7 separate regions of the Mus musculus genome follow, and all the other regions are linked to region 3. A link is a contact called in public HiCAR-type and promoter capture Hi-C data. All regions are on one chromosome and are shown on one strand. The core of a region is the stretch at or near the end of the contact, and the rest is flanking DNA. Distances in the headings are between cores, read along the strand shown. Region 1 overlaps Arhgef38 (Rho guanine nucleotide exchange factor (GEF) 38). Region 2 holds the start of Npnt (nephronectin). Region 3 holds the start of Cenpe (centromere protein E). Region 4 holds the start of Dapp1 (dual adaptor for phosphotyrosine and 3-phosphoinositides 1). Region 5 holds the start of H2az1 (H2A.Z variant histone 1). Region 6 holds the start of Mttp (microsomal triglyceride transfer protein). Region 7 overlaps Tbck (TBC1 domain containing kinase).

What was found. Promoter capture Hi-C pulls out the DNA fragments that hold promoters and counts their contacts. HiCAR-type assays count read pairs that join an accessible place to other places. Capture Hi-C pulls out chosen DNA fragments and counts their contacts.
Region 1: a contact with region 3 is called in a promoter capture Hi-C map of cranial neural crest. The contact joins the enhancer-like site here to the promoter of Cenpe in region 3. A contact is called at or near these places in 7 of 39 promoter capture datasets (the 3T3-L1 cell line, cranial neural crest, embryonic stem cells and 4 more), 3 of 484 Hi-C or Micro-C datasets (the N1E-115 cell line, conventional dendritic cells and embryonic fibroblasts) and 1 of 115 datasets of contacts at active chromatin or transcription factors (astrocytes).
Region 2: a promoter capture Hi-C map of hippocampal neurons shows a contact between it and region 3, with 4 times the contacts expected there. The contact joins the promoter of Npnt here to the promoter of Cenpe in region 3. A contact is called at or near these places in 4 of 39 promoter capture datasets (the 3T3-L1 cell line, cranial neural crest, hippocampal neurons and 1 more).
Region 4: a contact with region 3 is called in a promoter capture Hi-C map of liver, with 6 times the contacts expected there. The contact joins the promoter of Dapp1 here to the promoter of Cenpe in region 3. A contact is called at or near these places in 3 of 39 promoter capture datasets (liver and pre-B cells), 1 of 115 datasets of contacts at active chromatin or transcription factors (astrocytes) and 1 of 9 other capture datasets (liver).
Region 5: a promoter capture Hi-C map of pre-B cells shows a contact between it and region 3, with 9 times the contacts expected there. The contact joins the promoter of H2az1 here to the promoter of Cenpe in region 3. A contact is called at or near these places in 7 of 39 promoter capture datasets (the C10 cell line, cranial neural crest, hippocampal neurons and 3 more), 2 of 484 Hi-C or Micro-C datasets (CD4 T cells and pre-B cells), 2 of 115 datasets of contacts at active chromatin or transcription factors (astrocytes and trophoblast stem cells) and 2 of 9 other capture datasets (adipose tissue and liver).
Region 6: a HiCAR-type map of astrocytes shows a contact between it and region 3, with 7 times the contacts expected there. The contact joins the promoter of Mttp here to the promoter of Cenpe in region 3. A contact is called at or near these places in 1 of 115 datasets of contacts at active chromatin or transcription factors (astrocytes) and 1 of 9 other capture datasets (liver).
Region 7: a contact with region 3 is called in a promoter capture Hi-C map of the HPC-7 cell line, with 13 times the contacts expected there. The contact joins the enhancer-like site here to the promoter of Cenpe in region 3. A contact is called at or near these places in 9 of 39 promoter capture datasets (the 3T3-L1 cell line, the HPC-7 cell line, cranial neural crest and 5 more), 1 of 484 Hi-C or Micro-C datasets (the HPC-7 cell line) and 1 of 115 datasets of contacts at active chromatin or transcription factors (astrocytes).

What each region holds. Positions count from the first base shown.
Region 1 is chr3:133,112,196-133,114,960 of GRCm38.p6, forward strand. It overlaps Arhgef38 (Rho guanine nucleotide exchange factor (GEF) 38), which reads right to left. Exons shown (of 14, transcript NM_001368752.1): 14 at 83-2,765. Among named protein-coding and RNA genes, the nearest start is that of Ints12, 22 kb to the left of the region's middle. Within about 2 kb of position 1,251, at least 3 of the 459 cell types and tissues checked have an H3K27ac peak or open chromatin away from gene starts, as enhancers often do.
Region 2 is chr3:132,949,041-132,951,837 of GRCm38.p6, forward strand. It overlaps Npnt (nephronectin), which reads right to left and starts at 1,251. Exons shown (of 14, transcript NM_001287101.1): 1 at 933-1,251. The coding sequence starts at 1,003.
Region 3 is chr3:135,211,232-135,214,366 of GRCm38.p6, forward strand. It overlaps Cenpe (centromere protein E), which reads left to right and starts at 1,332. Exons shown (of 46, transcript NM_173762.4): 1 at 1,332-1,483. The coding sequence starts at 1,428.
Region 4 is chr3:137,980,164-137,983,121 of GRCm38.p6, forward strand. Dapp1 (dual adaptor for phosphotyrosine and 3-phosphoinositides 1) reads right to left here and starts at 1,386. Exons shown (of 9, transcript NM_011932.3): 1 at 1,156-1,386. The coding sequence starts at 1,256. All of the region lies in intron 2 of Gm19708 (a long non-coding RNA gene), which reads left to right.
Region 5 is chr3:137,863,113-137,865,903 of GRCm38.p6, forward strand. H2az1 (H2A.Z variant histone 1) reads left to right here and starts at 1,375. Exons shown (of 5, transcript NM_016750.3): 1 at 1,375-1,584; 2 at 2,021-2,098; 3 at 2,408-2,521. The coding sequence starts at 1,582. It overlaps Gm43403 (predicted gene 43403), which reads right to left and starts at 1,214. Exons shown (of 2, transcript NR_169184.1): 1 at 853-1,214; 2 at 575-725.
Region 6 is chr3:138,130,009-138,132,956 of GRCm38.p6, forward strand. Mttp (microsomal triglyceride transfer protein) reads right to left here and starts at 1,645. Exons shown (of 18, transcript NM_008642.3): 1 at 1,232-1,645. The coding sequence starts at 1,292.
Region 7 is chr3:132,746,176-132,748,966 of GRCm38.p6, forward strand. All of the region lies in intron 20 of Tbck (TBC1 domain containing kinase), which reads left to right. Among named protein-coding and RNA genes, the nearest start is that of Gm30294, 30 kb to the right of the region's middle. Within about 2 kb of position 1,401, at least 9 of the 459 cell types and tissues checked have an H3K27ac peak or open chromatin away from gene starts, as enhancers often do. A contact at or near this core is called in the HPC-7 cell line, where this site is marked.

The DNA of each region.
Region 1 (2,765 bases), core at 1-2,500, 2.1 Mb before region 3:
TTCAACTCCTTTGTGTTAGTTTCCTACTTTATAAAACGCAGTTCAGATGAGATAAAATGAAAAGACTTAATACAAACAACCCCTGGTTTATAATGCTTTACTGTTTTCTTATTTTTCAGTAGTGTGAAAGTCACATACATTTAGTTGCATCTGCACTTCAAGTCATCTTCCTGTGTTGCTCACATATTCTGAAATTCTATTTCATTTCCAGGCAGGGGCAAAAGGTTGCAGCTCCCAGTATTCATGTGATCATGCCACCAAGCAACTGATACTCTCTATATAGCAATGACTTTCTGAACAATGTGATAGTCAGTAGATCAGGATGTTTTAAACACATGGTGAGTATATCAGGTTATAAGTCCACTATAAAAGCACATCTGTATTTAAAAGTTAGATGATTCCAGATCTTGACGAGGGCATGATAGTAGTTTTATTAGTTACAATTATAAATTGTCACGACCCCAGGTTTCACAGGAAATACATCACTTTTAACAACATGAAATTTTAGTAGTACAAAAGTCAGAAGAAATTAGAAATGTGATGGATACATTCAGATGCCTCAGTGGAATTTTAAGCAAAACAAAACAAATTTAATTTAGTAAAAATATATTCCCAGGATTTCCAACCAAGAACATCTTAGGTCTAGTCTTTTCCAACGTGTTGACCTGTTTTTCAAAATACGCAAAATTTACCTGCATCTAACCAGAGTGTACAACCGTGAAAATCGTAGCTACGTAAAGACCCCAGGGTGAGAGCCAGTAGAACTGAAGTACTATAGTTTGGACTGGATTGATTTTACATCTATGTGTGTATAGAGAAGGAAGCAACTACAGAATTAGACTTTGAAGATTTGTATTCTTTACACAGAATCTATTCCTACAGGATTCCAGGTCCAGTGTCTGTCTACTCAGTGAACTGCAACCACCTCACTGACCATAATATAAACGTATAGGATCATTTGGTCTGAATTTTGTAAGGTCTGAATATTTTCACTAGTTAGCAATGCAGTGCATATATTAGGAAGCTGTAGTACTACAAACAACTTAAAGGGTGAGGGCTTTATTTCTTATAATTTCCTCCTTTTATTCATACAGCTCTGTTGAAGTCAATGTGGTAAATAAAGATCCAAGAAGTGACAATTCCATGTCTCAGTAGCTGAAACAACCCTTTGTGTAAACCACCCAGACTGTGTTCATTACAAATAGCATCAGGCATTTTAAAAGCAGTTTCTCAAAATCTGGATTGTATTTAAATCTGGATTGTATTTTGGAACGATTTGGAATGTTCCAGCATTTAACATCTGGTACCCATTGCTTCACTGCTGTGACTAAACATGCATTTATCTCTTCCTTACCTCCTCCTGTCCTTCAAAGTCAAGATATTTTTTCTGAAGTATAAGATAGGTTAAGAAAGTGGCTTTGTGATTTTTTTCATGAATCTGCACCAATGATAATTTTATATTACCAGACAGATATTTTACACTCTATATTATATATACTAGTAGTTTTTAACTACTAGAATCTCAAAATGAAATGTAAATAAGATGCATATATTTTTATTTATTTAAAAAAAACTAGCTACAAAAGCTTCCTCTTCATCTTGGTAAACAAAATATTGCCCACTTCAGAGGATCCTATTCTGTATAATATTAATTTAAAAAGGAATATAACAAAATACATTAGCATGCCTAGTTGTAATTATAACAATGCAACTAATGGCTTAATCTTTTGAATTGCTTACATATATATACAACCTATAAGCTATCTTGGAAATGTATTTTTCTGAGGTCTATTAAAATAATGTCTAATTTCAGAATTACAGGGTACTTGATTTTAAGTAAAAGAAGTAGAAAATGAAGGTCGTATATAATTTTTCAGAGCTCATGTATAGTAAAGTGCTCATCATGATAGGAAAGTTGCAGTCACTGGCTTCATGACAGTTCTTTCTCAGGAGTTAACTCAAGGGTTGCTTTTCCTGGCATGGATTTTTCACAGGTCAGACAGGAAGCATCACTCCTAGGGCCACATCAGTACACAAAACTTCTCCTGCATCTAATCACTGATTTCAGCCAGAAAGCACAACTGTGCTATTTATATAATCCTTCATTTTTGTGTAAAACATTGAAGTTTGGTGTACAGGTGTGCAGGTGCACACAGCCATGAATAAATCATGCCTCTTTCGACATTTTCATAGTGTCCTTAAGTAGCAACTTTGGATTTCTTTTTGCTTAACCTTAGGCAAACAAATTCATGCTTTAAAATTGAATTTAAAGAGCAACTAATCTTTTTTAAAGTCTCTAATATCTTTTAGAAAGTATTTTGTTGCCCTACTTAAAAAAGAAAACTTTATACTAAATCAAAGTCACAAGAACTTTATAAAGCTACTTTAATGCACTTAGTAGTAGTATAAGCTGTTTCTTTCATAATAGAATTCTATTTCTGGTTTGGGGAGCAGGTATCGTATTCAGCCAGCTGGATTATTTTGTTGTAGAACTCTTTATTTTGTTGTAGATATTGCTCAGTAATAGATGTAACCATATATATGATTATCATATCATATAAATGATGTATATAATATATGTTATATATTATATATATTGAGTATATCAAATCTTTCAAAGTAACACATTTTTTAAAATGTCATTAGGATTTTATGGGAAATGAAAATCTACTGTAATTGTAAGAGTAACCACTAAAAATCAAACAAAATTAGAAGTCTCACTGTCCCATTATCTTAAACACACTCTGCTTATCAGTCATAGTCAT
Region 2 (2,797 bases), core at 1-2,500, 2.3 Mb before region 3:
GTGCCCCAAAGTAATGCACCACAAATCCAAATGTGGGCAAAGAATTGCTTTTGGAAAATAAAAGGCTTAGCCTCTGGCTGCTTTCCACTCTTCTTTAAACTCTTTATCTCTTCAATTCATCTTCGCTTTACCCTCAGGCTCAAAGTACAAAACAACCCCAACTTCTATTTCCTCCGACCAGGTGGTGAACCGGGAGCGGGTGCCTTTTTCTTCCGCGCTCCGAGGCTTTTCCTCTGGTCCCCTCCAGGGACAGGAAAGCCAATCAATCCTGGAATTGATTCGTTCCAAGATTGCAGGTAAAACAGGTGCGGCATCTTCAAGGCAGCCCTGGGACAAGCTCTGAGGGATGGGGACAGGGGTGAGTGGTGGTGTGAGCCAGCGGGAAACCTGTCCAGCTGAGGCCTTCAGTGGGGACTGAGCCCGGGATCTCCGGGGAGATCGCGCGGTGCGCTGCCTTGGGGGGACACGCTGAGTGACAGCAGAGACCCTGCCGGAGGTTGTTGGGACCTGTCAGAGCAAGCAACAGTCAGGCCCGCCAGGTCTGAGCGGTGCCGCGTGCTACACACACACACACACACACACACACACACACACACGCACCCCGAGCGCCTCCTCTCAGTACTCATGTTAAGCTTGTGTACACCGTCCCCCCTCCGAACCACAAACCGAGAGCCCTCGGGTGCCATTTGTTCCAAGTACGGTCCTCGCCGCCACCCTTTGTCGAATCGCCGGGTCACCTGCAAGTTTCCCCTCGGGACACAGTCCATCCTGATCACTGGCTGTAGGGACGCTCCACGCGTCACCTGTGTCCCTGCTCCTGCCCGCTCTCACCGCACACGGGGCACGAGCCTCTCTTTCTCCTGAGCCCGGAGCCAGGCTGCTCCACTCGAGGTCCCTGAGGGAAAGGGGAGGGCACCCGAGACCCGCCTCACCTCCCGTCGAAGTCGGCAGCCACCTGCAGGTAGAGCGAGGACGCGAGCACCGCCGCTAGGAGCACAGCCATGCCGGAGGACCGGGACGCGGGGACGCTGAAGGTTGCGGGGAGCTGCGCGTCCCGGGATCTCCCGGCCGCCTTCGGCGCGGCACCCGCGGCTGCTGGGACGCACAGAGCGCAGCGCGCAGCCGGGCAGGTCTGCGGCGGGCTGGCAGAGCCCCTCCGGCTCCCTCCTGGCGAGGGGAGGCGCTGCGGCGGGAGCCGCGCCGCCCGCGGGGAGGGGCGAGGCGGGAGGGACGCGCCGCGCAGCCCGCCGCCCTCCCTGCCCCGCCGCCCTGGTGCCCTGGGCGCGCGCCGGGGCTCGCCCCTCCCCGGGCCCCAGGGGCAGGGGCGGCTCAGGGGCGGGGATGCGGCGCGCAGGCAGCCTCGGCCACGGGTGGCGCTTGCCCCCGGGCTGCGAGAAAAGTTGGGAGCAGAGCTAGGGAGAGGGCTTGTCGGGTGACCTGCCTGAAAAAGTGAGCCCAGCCGCCAGAGGCTGGGGCGACAGTGGGGTTGGAAGTGGAAGTACGCGTTCTGTGGGGGTAGACAGATGCCCCCCCACATACACACACAGGTGGTCTATAGGGGAGAACCCAACTTTTCTGCACCTACCGGAGGGGTTCCTGGACTGATGAAGGCAGGCAGACCCAGATTGCTTCTCCTACAGAGCTGGAATATCCCTGCACCTTTTAACGGGGGTGGGGAGTGTGGTGGGGGGGGTTCGGCTCTCAGGTCGAATTTTGAAGAAGAACTCTGGGCTCAGGAGAAAGAGAAGAACCTTGGAAAACTGTCTGTGTCCTGAAGCTCCACTTGGTGCACCCCCGTGGGTAGGGCAAGTGCTCCACCCCAGAGGAAGGGGAGTTAGTTACCACTTAGCTTGTGGTGTAGCTGGTCTTGAGGGGACCTCTTTAGAACCATTTGAAGTAGTTACTGAGCTATCATAAAAAGCATTGCACCAAAGGACTGAAAAGAAATGATTTTCATAAATATACGTTCAAACTTAAATCATTCCCGTCCTTAGGCCATACCCCCAATGGCTGGCTGTCCTGTCCTCTCTCTCTTCAGTCCATGATCTCCTGGCCTGGCACCCTCTAGGCATGCATTGAAGAGGTTGTGTGTATAGCTGAATCTCACTTCCTTGCCTAAAAGTCACCCTAAAAGCCAAATATGAATGCTGTTTAAAATTCTTATCTTCCCCTCTGGTGTCACGTCCAGCCATACTTTGCCTTCCCCCCCCCATTGTACTGATCTTTTCTCTTACAGCATAATTTGTTTATCTATGTCTTCTTTCTGTTGTAATGTAAACTCTCCAAGAAGAGCTATCTTTGTTTAGTGCCTACAACATTGCCTGGCACATAGTAGGTGCTCATAAATGTTAATCGAAAGTATTTGCTACCGTACATTCAACTGTCACTCCGTTCGCATCATTTTAAGGTTTCTGCTACTTCAAATTGTTAACGAAAAGTTCTGTGCCAGTTTGGTTACACTATCCTGATTTATCAGTATGTGTAAAAACAGGACTTTTCTGCAAGAAAAGGAAAAATAATAGTTCTTTGATTTCCAAGTTGCTTCTGTTAGCAAAAGAAGTTTCTATTTTAATCTCAGAAAATTATCCTTGCCGGTTCAGGCTTGGGACACTGTTTGAGGCAAACAGCTTGGTGTCATCCATTTCAGATGCTTCTAACAAAGTCCAAAATAGTCTAAGAGGCATAATATTTTTTTCTGCAGAAAAGTCAAATGTTTGTCAGTGTAATGTAGGCTTGCTTCCCGACCCCACTCCTTGGTGGCATGCATTGCTTATTGGCTCCTGTTCGGTTCCTGAAA
Region 3 (3,135 bases), core at 82-2,581:
AAAGCACAACATAAAACAGTTTCACAATGAATATCTCTTTTTCTGTACTGTTAGGAATTGAACAGAATGATGCAGGATTCCCCAGCTCCGGCCCCCTTTTCAGTTATTGTGAGACTGATTAAACTGCCCCCATTGGCCTTGAACCATCAAGCACCATCTCTTTCTCATTAGTGTATATTAATTGTACAAGACGTTTCATTTTGTTATGACATTTTCATACCTGAATATTACGTCCTTTTGTCAAATTCACCTCTTCTGCTACCCTCTCAGTCCCTCTCTTTTTCCTTCTAATAATTATCTCTTGATGAACAGCATAGATCATATAGTGGAATACAGTCAATCTTTAATAAATACTGCCTGCTATATAATGTTAGCAAAGACAGTGTGACAAAATCACAGCTGTGAAAATAATACTCTTGCTCTAAAAAATCCCTTCCTTGCCTCTGAGCCTTTAATGACATAACATTTCTTCCCCTTCATAAGTTTGTTCCCTACAGCTAAATATATATTTGCCCACTTTAAAAAAAAAAAAAAAAGTTAAAACAGGGCAGGGAAGATAGCTCAGTGAGTAAAGTCACTGGCTGCCAAGCTAAAGTTGAATCCCTAGAACCTAGTGGTAGGAGAGAACTGACATCCCCAAATTGTCCTTGGTTGCCTCCCTGAGGCTGAAGGTTAAGTCATTGTTGCCTGGAGACACCACATACTTCAGACTTGTCGGGAATTAGAAAATTCCAGCTGTTTCTGAGCTAGAAGCCTCGTCCCTAAGGCGTAGCTTTATTATTTTGGGAGCCTCTTGGATTACTCTAACCAACATGAAAAGAAGTGTTCCATGCCTAGTACTGGGGATTTCTCGGGTAATCCATGCTCTAGTGTGCAGCACTGTCATGTCCCCACAACATTTTCCCAGGTGTCAATGATTCTCTCCCTTACATGAGGCTCTTACACTCACCGTCCAGAGAAATGAAAGTTAAAGAAAAGAAACAACAACGCCTCAAAGCAGTTCCAAAAGAAAAGAAAATCTTCCTTTCCTGGCTGGGCAGTGAGTTCCCATTGGAGGCTTTAAAACAAAACGAAAGCTTTTTTTGGTTTGGTCTAGTCTGGAGTTCTTGTTTGTTTGTTTTTTAAGATTATAATTCTTTTGTTCTGCAGGCGTGACTCTAACACAAAACTTCTCTCCAGCTGAGTTCTGAGGCTCTCAGTTCCGGGATCTCTGAGTCTCCCCCGCCTTCCCCATCCATGGACTCGCCCCGCCTTTCCCCCCGCAACCCCCACTCGCCGCAGCACTTGGACTGTCCCGTGACGTCATGACGCTGCGCCACCCAATCCGCTGCAACCTTGAGGACATTTTAAACTTAAAGGCGGGGCGGCCCGGGAGCTCGGTCGGCGCCGTTGCTCTCCTTCGTTTCCCTTAGTCTGCAGCGGACAGGATGGCCGAGGAGGCTTCAGTGGCTGTCTGTGTTCGTGTGCGACCCCTCAACAGCAGGTAGGCGGCCTGGGGCGGCGTGGGGACCTGCGTCCCAGCCCGCGCTGCCCCGAGTCACACCGACACCCGGGTGCAGGACTCCGTTTCCCCGAAAACACGGTCCGACTGCGCGTAGTTCTGCTCAGGGGACACTGCCGTCCTCGCCTGATGGACGGAGACAGTGAATGTTCAGTAGTGGGAAAAGGTCGGGAATGCCAGAAAGAAAAGACAAGAGGGGGTTGATGAAGTCTACTGGGTTTGCTGGCTTCTGGCCTTCAGCTAGAGATGCTAAAGCTTGAGAAATTGGTATTAAACGGGTGGTCGATAGGCGAGATTCTCAAAATTGATTATTTCTTGCATTTAAGTTCCTTCCCTAATTTGGGAAAAAGCTGGCTCCTAGTTAGCATTAGCTGTTGACTTGACAGCCAGCTATATCTAAGGGAGTCTCCATTGGAGGACTACCTGGATGAAGTTGGCCAGTGGGCATGTCCTTGTGGTGGAATCTTAGTTCCTGGTTGATATGGGCAGTGCTTAGGCCAGTCTGGGTGGTTCCATTCTTACTCATGGAACTCAAGGCTGTGTAAGACAGCTACGTAGGCAAAACCCAGAGAGAGCAAGACAATAAACAATGTGCTTCATGAATTCTGCCTCCACTCCTGCTTGCGACCCTGCCCTGACTTTCCCTGGGGCTGGAAGTGTAGGCTGATATAAACCTTCTCCGTTCCAAGTTGCTTTTGATATAAACCTTTTCCACTCCAAGTTGCTTTTGGTCATGATATTTTATCACAGCAGCACAAAGCAAACTAAAACAGTATATCTATAGACATAAGCCGTTAACGATACACAGAAAAAAAAAAGAAAAACAAAACAAAACTGTGCAGAATGTTGAAAGAGCCACTGGGCCTTCAGAGACATGGGGTACCTGGTGTCAGGAAAACGCTAACACTACAGAATAGGTGGTTCATTGATGGATAGATCACAGAGATTCAACTTCCAGATTGCTTGACTGATGTGGTGTTTGGTACGAATAGGAATTTAGAGGAAGGTGGCACTGAAGAGATTAGTGGTGTCTGTCATGGTGGCACAGGCCTTTAACCCCAGCACTCAGAAGACAGAGGGAGGTGTATCTTAGTTGTAGACCAGCCTGGGCTACCTAGTGAGTTCCAGGCCAACAAGGTGAGACAATGTCTCAAAGTAAAGAACAGAAAGAGATTAGTGACATAGTTCAGGGGATTTAGGGCATGTCAAGTATTCCGGAAGATTCCAGAAGTTTTTTTGTTTTTTTTAAAGATTTCAGAGAGGAAGTAGAGCCTATGCAGACAAAGATAGTTATGAATATAGTTAAACATAAAATTATATTACTTAAATCTTCATTTTGCAAGAGGTTTGGGTTTTTTTTTTTAATTTTTGTTTGTTTATTTGGTTGGGGGGGGGGGCGGTTGGTCGGTTTTGGTTGGGTGGTGGAGGTGTTTTGAGATGGGGTTTCACTGTGTAGCCCTGGCTATCCAGGAACTCAGTTCCATAGACCAGGCTAGCCTCCAATTCATAGAGATCCACCTGCCTCTGCCTCCCTAGTGCTGGAATTAAAAGTGTGTGCCACCACTACCCAGATTTTTGAAACTTTGTATTGCAAGGTTCTCCGGTAATACAAGATCTTTCCCCAGCTCAGTAGC
Region 4 (2,958 bases), core at 136-2,635, 2.8 Mb after region 3:
CTGCTTTTAGACTTTTTATTAATTATCATTACATGTGTGCATGGTGTGTGTGTGTGTGTGTGTGTGTGTGTGTGTACCCGTCTGACATATCATCTGTGTGGAGGTCTGCCGAGTGGGTCCCAGGACTCAATCTCAGGCTTAGCCAGGCTTAGCCGCAAGCACCTCTACTTGCTGTGCCAGCATAGTGCCGTGAGAAATTTTACAGTAACACAATATAAAATGATACAATCTCTAGTGTAAACAGAAATTTCAACCCATTCTCAGAGGAGGATGGGGCCTCTGGCAGGTAGCTGTCTCAGCTTTGTTATTTCACTGATGTGACCGATAAGATGGGGTTTAAAACCCTTTCGTGTTTATTGCCATCCTATGCAAGGTGACAGTATGTCTTTATGTCATTGGGTGATGAGGAATTCCAGCCACTTAGGTAGACAACAGGTCCAGAGTCCTCTCTCTTGGGAAACACAAGCGTGTAGGTGCAAGGCTTTGTCTCCAAGGAAACCTCCTTTCTTGTCTGAGTAGCCCTTTTTTCTTTACTAAATGTCCGGATGAGCTGTGTCATCAGGGTCCCTTCTGATGAACTCTGATGATGTCACCTAACCTAAACCTGTCTATCTGAAGCCAGGCTGTTGTTATCTTGTGTCTAAAGGCTATGAAAGAGCTCCCATTGCTGTGTGAGAAGGAGGCACCGTAGAAACATGATTGTCGTACAAACTTCCTCATTCTTTTTCTTTTGAAAAAAAAAAAAAATCCCTCTTACTCACAGCCGTGTAGTCTTTCTGTTTATGGAACCAGTGACACAGTTCACTGCCAAGAGGTGCACTCAGAGTTCTTCCACCTCACTTTAATGATAAACTAGCCCAGTATCAAAGAAACAGACGATTGTATGCACACTCCCCAGCTGCTGAAGGATGCCCAAAAGTTGATTTTTTTTTTATCACATTCTCTCAGTGTAACTGTTCTCACTTTTAGAAAAATATCTTACACTTTTACAATGAATCAGCGCCCCCAGAAGGAAGTTCCTACAGGTCAATTAAACTGGCCAGGTAGACGACCATCAGGTGGCAGTGGGAAGAGACTCGAATCCTGGAAACACTGGTCAGAGCGGCGATTTTTCAAGGAACTGGGAAGTTGTACTCATCGAAAAAGCGCTCTTACCCCAAATCCTGGAGCAGGTCTGTGCCTCCATCTGCTCTGCCCCACAGCTCTGAGGGATCCTGGGTACTCATGTTCCCTCCTAGAAGTTCTGCTCTGCCCATAAGTTCCTTTGCTTCTGATGGCTGACTCCCCGCCAGGTGCTGTATGAAGAGAGAGATGGGATCGGCTGCTGCTGGACGCGCTGCTCCTCCTCGCTAAGGCAGGAGCCGGCTGGGGCTGAGTCTCTGGCTAGCAAGGAAGTGAAACTTGGTTGCTCCTCCCACACTGCCTCTGCCACCGTGGGCCTGAGGCATAGGCAGGGGTGTTCTGTCAGTCAGGAAGTGTGCTAACTAACCCCTCTGGCAGCAGAGCACCTCAGTCACCACAACGTATTGTCAAGTTAGATTTTGCCAAAGAAAACAGAAGGACCACCCGCCCAACCAGGATGGGGCGATTAGGTCAAACTCTTTCTAGGAGTCCAAACTGTAGCTTCTCCTTACCAGGGTTTGCCTGTAGTTTGGGGGGGGGGGCGGGGAGGGGGCTATGTGCACGCGCACACCCACCTCACACAGCGGCACAAGGAACACCGAGGAAGCTTCGACGTCAGATACATCTTCTGAAGGGGTTAAAAAAATTATAGGTAAACAACCAGTCCTGCTCTAACCTACTTTGTTTCTGGTACTGGCTCAGGATTTCTTTCCAATATTCCCTTGAGGTTTCTGTAGGGGAACACTTGTTTCTCTTATGGAAGAAGGTTTGGGGGCAGAGGCTGTCGCCAACATGCCCAAAGACCTGGGTTCCATCCCCGCACCCCATAAGATCCTGTAATCCCAGCACTCTAGAGGTAGGGGCAGAAAAGTCAGAAGTTCAAGGCTATCCTCATCTACTTGGTGAATTTGAGTCCAGCCTGGGCTATGTGAGTCCCTGTTTAAAAAACAAACAAGGCAAAGGACTGAGTAAGAAGGCAGAAGAAAGTTAAAGAACAGCATCTGTCGGGGGTGTACCCAGTAGGCTGAGCTACGCTGTCCGGGGGTGTACCCAGTAGGCTGAGCTACGCTGTCCGGGGGTGTACCCAGTAGGCTGAGCTACGCTGTCCGGGGGTGTACCCAGTAGGCTGAGCTACGCTGTCCGGGGTGTACCCAGTAGGCTGAGCTACGTACGCTGTTCGGGGTGTACCCAGTAGGCTGAGCTACGCTGTCCGGGGTGTACCCAGTAGGCTGAACTACCCTGGATGCAGTGGTGTTTAGACTCATAAAGAGGAAATTCCATCTGCCTGGATGTGTATCAGTGGATGGATAAAGAGCTCTCTCTCTGCATGTTCCCCCTCCAATATCCCAAGATGAACTAGGGTTCATCTGAGGGCTGTTCCATTTGGTATCCTAAAGAGACTGATAGAACGAAGACCTTGTTCTACACAGGCTGCCAATGTCTCCTTAGGAACCGTCCTCTCTTCTGTTTCCCAATGGTTCCTGGGACTCTGGCTTTCTCTGGTGAGAAAGTCCTCAGTGCCTAGAGGCAGTCCTGGGGAGAAGCAGCTCTGAGAACACACATATAACGAACCGGCACACACTGGCTGCTATAGTTCTCTCAGACAGAGGAATATAAAGTGTCGGGCAGTGGTGGCGCATGCCTTTAATTCCAGCACTTGGGAGTCAGAGGCAAGTGGATTTCTGAGTTCGAGGCCAGCCTGGTTTACAGAGTGAGTTCCAGGACAGCCAGGGCTATACAGATAAATAAATAAATAAATAAATAAATAAACAAACAAACAAACCAACCAAACTTAAAAAAAAGATAAAGTGCACGTCAACAGAAAGGGGGCAGGGA
Region 5 (2,791 bases), core at 125-2,624, 2.7 Mb after region 3:
TAGCATTAATGTCCTGGTATCAGAGAGTTCCTCTAATTTCATAAAATCTCCCAAACTTAAGTACTAATAATGTGGAGTTTACGCTTCAATATTCTCTTCATATTACTATTCAATTATGTAAAAAGTATAAACCGGTGATATAACTCGACGGGTGCTAGCTGTGTGAGAGTTGACTACCTGATACCTGAGTTTATCTCTGGAACCCTGGAAAGAGAGCACTCACTCAAGTTGTCATCCGATTTCCACAACTATAGTAATGAGGTGAGCACCCGCGCCCACCCACATGGCCACACAATCATGTTTAATTGAAAAGTGCTACGTATTAATATAAATGCGAAATTCGCAAGACTCAGATAATTATGGTCTCCAAGCAGCGAGTGATAAATGCAGGTGCTGTAGATCTACTAACTGCACGTCTAAGTGGCTGGCATCAGGACAGTACCGTGTGTACAAGTCTATTTTTTTTTTTAAGCCCAGCATTTGTAACTGATTACATGAACCATCTGTAACTGCTTGTGAATCATGTTACAGTTACCCCACTGACATTTACCAACATTTGTCATGTGGCAAAATGTTTTAGTGTAGGAAAGCTGACACATAATAGCTTTAATGTTTCAACAAATCAACTTTAGACACTAGGCTATAGGTGCATCCCATTGATGCGAAGTCTTCGCAAAAATATGGCCGGTGACTTCATTATAAAAAACCGCTTCATCCCAAGCTTCCTGTGTGTAGACAAAATTACTTGTTATCCCCACGGTAACTTGGCTCCACTGTTGTTATGAGACAGGATGAGGGGGGTGAGGGGTAACAAGAGGTGAGGACAGAAGTGGAGGAAGATGAAAAAACTACCGGGGGTGGGGTAGGTGACACTTTTATCAGGGAAGTGGTTCACCAAGTAGAGGCCGAGCTGAGCTCTTCTTGCCGGACGCCTTCGAGCCACCTGTCAGAAGGCAGGACTCTGAAGGAAACCGAGATCTGCGGACACGAAAGGCCAGGCCAGAGGGCAACCGAGAGGCGCCGGTTGTCAGCGAGGGGGCCAGGCTAGACCGGGAGGGAAGCTCACGTGGTCTCCGGAGCACCGCGGGGGAGTGGAGGGGGGGAGGCTGCAGCGGGGAGGACGCCAGCGCGCGCTCCTCCCCAGCCTTCCAGCTCCTCCCTCCAGGCACGTGACACCACCGTCCACTCGCTCGGTGGCGCAGCGCTCTGTTGCTGCCCTCCCGCCGCGGCGCCCCTTCTTCTCCCGGTCCTCGTCCCGCCGCATCTCCTCCCCCCCTAACTCATCCCCCACGCGCCAATCATCGCTCGAGCTCCCGAGCGCCCGCCCCGCCACTCCGCTGTGCGTTCTCCCATTGGCTGGAGCCTCAAGGACGCGTCCCGAGGGCGGGAGGCAACCATTGGTGGGCCGAACCGGCCGAGTTCCCGGATGAGGGAACATTCTGCAGTATAAAGGGCGCGAGGAAGGCGGGAGACGGCGCAGTTTGAATCGCGGTCCGACGGAGGAGTGGGCGCTGGGATCTCGCTGAGCGTCCGCCTGGCCTCGTCTCTTCCTCGCTCGTCGGAGCTTCAGCACGGTCCGAGATGGTAACGTGAAGAGTGACGGCGGGCGGCCGCGGGCTGCAGGCTCCGAGCGGGCGGGGCCGCCGTCCCCGGGGCTGGGAGAGGCGGCGGCGGCGGCGAGTGGGAGCGTGCGGGGACGGGGTCGGGACGAGCGGAGGGGAGGTGTTTTCGGAGCCCCGGAGCTCCAGGCGGGAGGCGACGGTTGGGGGGGCGCGCACGGCGCGGCTGGGAGCCGGCGCGGGGGCGCGCAGCCGCGGCGGGCTCGCGGCAGGGGTCGGCGGGGGAGAAGGGCGGGCGGGGGGCGAGCGGCGGCCCGGGGTCCCCGGCGGGGCGGGCGGCGGGCGGCCGAGCGCGCGCTCGCTCGCCTCCAGGACGCGCTGTGGTGGGGGAGGGGCGCGCCGCCTTGGTAATTCTATCTTCTCCGTCCCTCCCGGGCTCGCGGGCGTCGGCGGCGCCGCAGGCTGGCGGTAAGGCTGGAAAGGACTCCGGAAAGGCCAAGACAAAGGCGGTTTCCCGCTCGCAGCGAGCCGGCTTGCAGGTGGGTAGCAACTGCCGCAGTCGGGTGACCGGGCCTTTATGTTTGCACCCCCCTTGCTTGTTTGTCTGCACCCTCCATGGGTGTTCCATCTTAGCATGAGTGATGTGTCGCGACTTGGCCCTGCGGAGACAGTGAATACTGGGGTTTGGGGAGGGGGGGCGTCGGATCACATGTGTGTTAACTGGCGGGGCGCGTTGGTGCACCACCACCGTCCTTGGCTTTGGCGCGCACATCTTATCTTAACGAATTTCCTATCTTTGTGCATTTTTTTTCTTGTTTGTTCGTTTGTTTGTGTGCATAAAAATCAAGTTCCCTGTGGGCCGTATTCATCGACACCTGAAATCTAGGACAACCAGCCACGGACGTGTGGGCGCGACCGCCGCTGTGTACAGCGCAGCCATCCTGGAGTACCTCACCGCAGAGGTAAGCGGGAGTACGCCTGTGATCTGGAAAAGCTCTGGGGGGGCGGGGGAAAGTGGCGAGAGAGGAGGAAAGTGATGCAAGAAAACTCGCAGGCCCTAAGAGCGGCGCGCAGACCGAGGGAGCGCTAGAGGGAGCTCGCGTTCAGCCGAGGAGGCTGCTGGGCCAGAGTGTGCTGCTCCTGCAAATGCAATTGCGTGCCCCTTCGGGGTTTTTTGGGTGGTTTTTTTTTTTTTTTTGCATAATTCTGCATAATTTTATCATTCAGGTAGT
Region 6 (2,948 bases), core at 395-2,894, 2.9 Mb after region 3:
CTGATGATTTTTAAAAGTACTGAAAATATTCCCTCTAGTTTAAGACCCCATTTGCTCAGGTAAACAATTGAATTGTAGCCCTCAATATCTTGTAGTAACAGTCCCTTTTCATGTAGAAATTTCACACACACACACACACACACACACACACACACACACACACACACACGGTGGAGGGGGAGAGAGAGAGAGGAAGAGAGAAAGAGAGAGAGAGAGAGAAATATTGAGACAAAGTTTGCTTTATGATCAAAAGTCACATTGGTCCCAAACAGATTTAAAGTGTGCGTGTGGTTATTTTATGTCCATCACTCAGAGGACACAGTACTAGAAGTTGATCCTACCATGACAGATTGCCTTTAGAGCGATTGGTCTTAACAGTATAACTTTTTATAAACTATAAAAAAGTGACATCTTTATACAAGGTTACAATGCAAAACCCAAAGACTTTATAAGCTGCTGGATCTATAGAGTTTACAAGCTGCTGGATCTATAGAGTTTACAAGCTGCTGGATCTATAGAAGGTTTCACAACAGCACAGCATTCCATACAACACTTTCAAACCACTCCTTGTGAAATCACTTTCCTCTAGGATTTTCCTGATGTCATTAATTCATATTTTAAAGTAACGTTTGCCTTAAAACAAAAATTGTTAACTAGGATCGCTATTTTTAAAGGACGTCTTCTTTCTTACATCCATATTACATCGCAGCTTTATTTTCCTTCACTCCCTGACTCAGGTTATGCTACTTCCTTTCAAAAGCAATGGGAGTCCATACAGGCTTTACCAGTTCATTCCTAATTCTTTGGTCATCAAATGCCTTCCTTTTATTGGGTCTGATTCTTCTTGTCCTTCCAGTGCTAAGCAACCAGACTGGGTTATTTTACAATTCAAATGAAGGAGCTGCCTTCTGTGTGTCTATCAGCAGGTAACATTAGCTCATAACTCTCTCCAAGAGTGAGAAACTGAAGCTAGAGACACACTGCTCTGGGGTGGAGGGTGGGGGGTGGCAGGGCTGAAATGAGAAAGGAATCTCTACTTTGGTAAAAGAGAGCAGGAAATTAAATTCTGTCTTCCTTTCCACCTTGTCACTTCCTCCCCCAGATATTCCAATCTTATATATTTTCAAAAATTGTATAGTTAGGAACTCTTTCAACACACACACACACACACACACAGAGAGAGAGAGAGAGAGAGAGAGAGAGAGATTAGGGAAAGGCAACGTAAACTTACCTTTAACGGAAGCAGAGTAGGAGGAGAAGAAGCAGAGAAAAAGCACTGCCAAGAGGATCATGCTGGCTCCCTCTGCCACATCCAGTCCCCGGGACTCACTGAGCAGTGGTGGCAGCCAGCAAGGAAGTGACCCTCTTCAGAACCGGCGACAACAGTGTTTATCTATAGGGGAAAGGTCAGATTCCAAACTCCAAAATCAGGACCTAAGTTCATGGAAGGGCTCACTATTAATGATTAAACGCAGGTGGGCTATAGTTTGTAGTCTCTCGCTTTTAAGAAATTTGTTTCAGTAGGGCAGTGGTGGCGCACGCCTTTAATCACAGCACTTGGGAGGCAGAGGCAGGTGGATTTCTGAGTGTGAGGCCAGCCTGGTCTACAAAGTGAGTTTCAGGACAGCCAGGGCTACACAGAGAAACCCTGTCTCAAAAAAAAAAAAAAAAAAAAAGAAAAGAAAATGTTTCATCCCAGAAGGAAAATCAAGGGAGTTTTTATCTTGTATTCCAAACTAAACCAGTGAACAGTCTTACATATGCAGAAAAGACGAAGTACTAAGAAGTCATGCCAACAAAACAAAACAAACTACAACAAAAAAACCTAGTTGTGATACTTTTCTGCTCAAGTACACAATCATCAGCAAACCTGGAGAATCCTATAATTTGTAAGGAAACGTGAGGTTCAATAAATCCCAACCTCGTTGAACCCTACTGAACCAGAATACATCTTCTATGATTATTTTTGAATTTTTATACTATCACCAACCATTACAAAGATGACTTCCAATTGCAGAATTTATCCTAAGTCATACCACCATTGATAAGGATAATGCTATGATTAGGCCTTTTATCCCTGAAGTACAGATCGTCGTCCTTATATGGGAGAGAAAAGTCAGGGTTGGGGCAGTCAGCATTTGACAGCATTAGTGTGTCAGTAGGCCAACTGAGGATACTAGAGTGGCCCTCTGTAAAGACAAGTGATGCCTGTTTCCCACATACCCAGGTTCCTAGAATGGGAAGCCAGAGTCCCGTTGTTCCTTCTGAGTTACAGTTCTCTCTTTCTCTCTTTCTTTCTCTCTTTCTTTCTCTCTTTCTTTCCCCTTCCTTCCTTCCTTCCTTCCTTCCTTCCTTCCTTTCTTTCTTTCTTTCTTTCTTTCTTTTTTTCTTTCTTTTTGGTTTTGGTTTTTCGAGACAGGGTTTCTCTGTGTAGCCCTGGCTGTCCTGGAACTCACTCTGTAAACCAAGCTGGCTTCGAACTCAGAAATCCTCTTGCCTCTGCCTCCCAAGTGCTGGGATTAAAGGAGGGTGCCACCACTGCCCAGCCTGAGTTACATTTCTAAGAAGAGATTCAGAGGACAAGTCCCAGTTCTCACCACTTTTGCAACAGTATGTTATCTAGGATACGTCTTTCAAGAGAATGCCCTCATATGTATAGCTCTGGCCACACTAAGTGACCCAGCTAACATTTGTCCCTGGAAGTCCTGATAGAAACATAAACACTTCTAAGGGGGGTGGGGGAGTCAAGTCGATTGGGTAGAAGAAAAAGGAAGTTTGGAAGTGAGGGTTATTGGGATATTGGTCTATGAGAATATTTATGGCCATGTTTGTTTTACATATAAAATGAATTCTTAAAGCAATCCTGGTTCCCCTGAAAATCTGCCACTCCCCTAACCTTGAGTTTAAGTCTTTTAGACAATTTAGATTAAAGATAGCAAGCAATAGAG
Region 7 (2,791 bases), core at 151-2,650, 2.5 Mb before region 3:
GAGTTGTTGGGTTCCCAGGAACTGGAGTTACAGGTGGCTTTGAGCTGCTGAAGGTGGTGCTGGAAATCAAATTCAGCCCCGCTGGATGGGCAACAAGCTCTTAAGTGTTAGCCTATCTCTCTAGCCCCTTTTGTAATATTATAATTTTCATCTCAGCTCAAGCTGTTTCTTGAAATAACAAGCTTATTTTGCTCATTTTTTTAAAAAAAATATTGATCAAATACCCAAGCTTTAAAGTATTATTTGCCTGTCATTCTTTCAAGTAAAAATAGTATCTCTTGAAGAAAGCACCTTGTAGTCTCATAGCTCAAGCGACTATCCAGCTCCCCCACAGTTTAGACCAGAGCATAGTTTCCTGCCTCCTAAGTCATCTCACAAATTGTTAGGGAAGAACTGTAAAGGACCCATAATTGTACCCCTTACAAACATAACTGTTCTACCTTGGGCCATTGTCATGATTTCTGCAGTGCTGTCCACTCATGCCTTTGCACTATTAACATAAACCTCAATCCAGTGAAAACAGTGACTGGAGCCTAAGGATGCCATGCTCACACTTTTGAGAATTTATATATCATACTTGTGAGACAGACTTACAGACTGGGAGAGTCCTTATGAATTACCCTGGCATTCTCTTTTCTGTCTCCTCCACACTTCCTGCTTCCATCGTGTGTCAGGGTACAAGGAAGTTCCTATCCAGGTGCATCTGGTTCTCAGCCTTGCTGCTTGCAAGGCAACCTTAGAATAACAAATCTCGTTCCTGTGTTGTCTTGTTACTCTTGTGTTTTTAAATACAATTACAAATAGCTTATTGGTAATGATAAAATAATTCCTATGTGGCTAAAATAAATGCAACATAATTCTACTGAGATCATTAATATTTTAAGAAAATACAGATTTATAAAAGGTGCCATATCTCTGATTTCAAAGAAGAAACAACTATCATTTTCAGATAATCAACAGTGTAGTGAAATCCTTAGGACCCAACCTGCTGCTGTTTCTCCAGCATTCTACAGCTCTAGTGAGCGCTTGCCAGTTCTTGCTTGCTGTTGCTAGGGGGCAGCATTTACTAAGCTGACAGCTACAGACAAGTACATTGTCAGGTCAGGCTAACATTTGCGATTGGACGAATACTCAAAAAATGTATAACTTTTTATTGGTTTTAGCATCTAACTTAGAAAAGTAACAGAAACTATGTGTATTTTTATATTTATAGCCTAATATTTAAACACTTAGAACCATTAAAAAATAAAATCTTTCTATTGTTCAAAATTATTTCAGTATTAGTTCATATTCTTAAAACTGTAAAACAGCTTGAGAAATTATGTAAGGCAATATATATAAAGTACTCTGGGCCTCACAGAACAAGTCTTGTCATACAGCTACTTGGGAGGTTGAGGCAAAAGATGCAAAAGTTCAGGACTTTCCTTTGTTACAGAGGGCTTTGGGCCTAGACAACTTAGTAAGAGCCTGTCTGAAACTAAAGGTAAAGGAAGGCTGAGGATGTTCTTGAAAGACTCGGGCCTTGGCGTCAATCCCTAAGTCCAAGCTTCCCCTTCCCTCTCTCAGCAAGGAAGGAAGGAAGGAAGGAATTTAAAATGGAAAAGGGACATAGAAAGAATAGAGGAATTGTGTCTCACGTATCGTTATTACATGTCTCTAGTCTCAGTTGTGTCGCTAAGAGGCATCTCGTGCGTGCGAGGAATGCTGGTAACAGTGCCTGCAAGTCTCTGCCTTATCACTGCACATGCTTCCCGCTACTCGAGTAAACTCTTTAACGCACCTGTCATCACCTGTCATCAATGCGTGCGTCTGTAGAGCTCGAGGTGGGGACACTTCCTGTGCTTCCTGCTGCTTAGTGTGATAATGTTCTTCCGGACAGAGTAGTCAGCATGAACTCCTTTCCTCGTCCTTTCTTGCTTCTTTGAAGACTTCTCAGGAGGGCATGATCTCAGGAGCCTTTGCTTCTGTACTCTGATAGCTCCATTGTGTGCTTCCTTCATTGTTCAAACAGATATTTGGTTGCCTCTATACCCTGAATACATTAAAGGACAGGGGTTAAAAAACGTTTTCCCTCATGTTTTTGTGGAAGTATATGATAAAAAGTGATGGGGCTGGAGAGGTGGCTTGGCAGTTGAGAACTCCTGCAGAGGACCCAAGTTCTCTGCCCAGTCCTCACATGGTGACTCAGAGCCTGTCAACTCCAGTACCAGGGATCGGATCCCTCGGCTTCCTGTGGTGCACATCACTCATCCTTCTTAATAGAAATATAAAAGGTTAAAAGGCAAGGAAATAAAAAATCGTTTACAATGCCCATTTGCTAATAAAAGCCATAGTAAATAAATAAATAAGTAGATATTGTGAAAAAAGATATAAAAAATAGACAATGTGATATATTCAGTATATATTGGTAAATTCTAGAGAAATGAAGAACTGAATTTGGACATATGTGTTAAGTGTTTGAATGGAGGAAGAGTTGAATTTTTAAATGAGATTGCCAGGAAAAGCTCTCAGGAAAGGTGGTTTGAAGTCAGTTCCTTATAAAAATGAAATAACAAGCAAGCAACAGCAAGCTCCAGCCTGGGTGGGAGGGATACACTAGAGATGTTAAGGGAATAGCCACTGTGAGTGGAGCATGGTGAGGCCACATAGCAGGAACTGAAGGGGAGAGCATTTTGAGTGTTATACATATATTATCACCACTGGCTTTATTTCATCATCACAAAGAAACAAGATGCTTTTGAATAGAATGGTGACCCATGGTGTAACATAACAAGATCACTCTGACATCTCA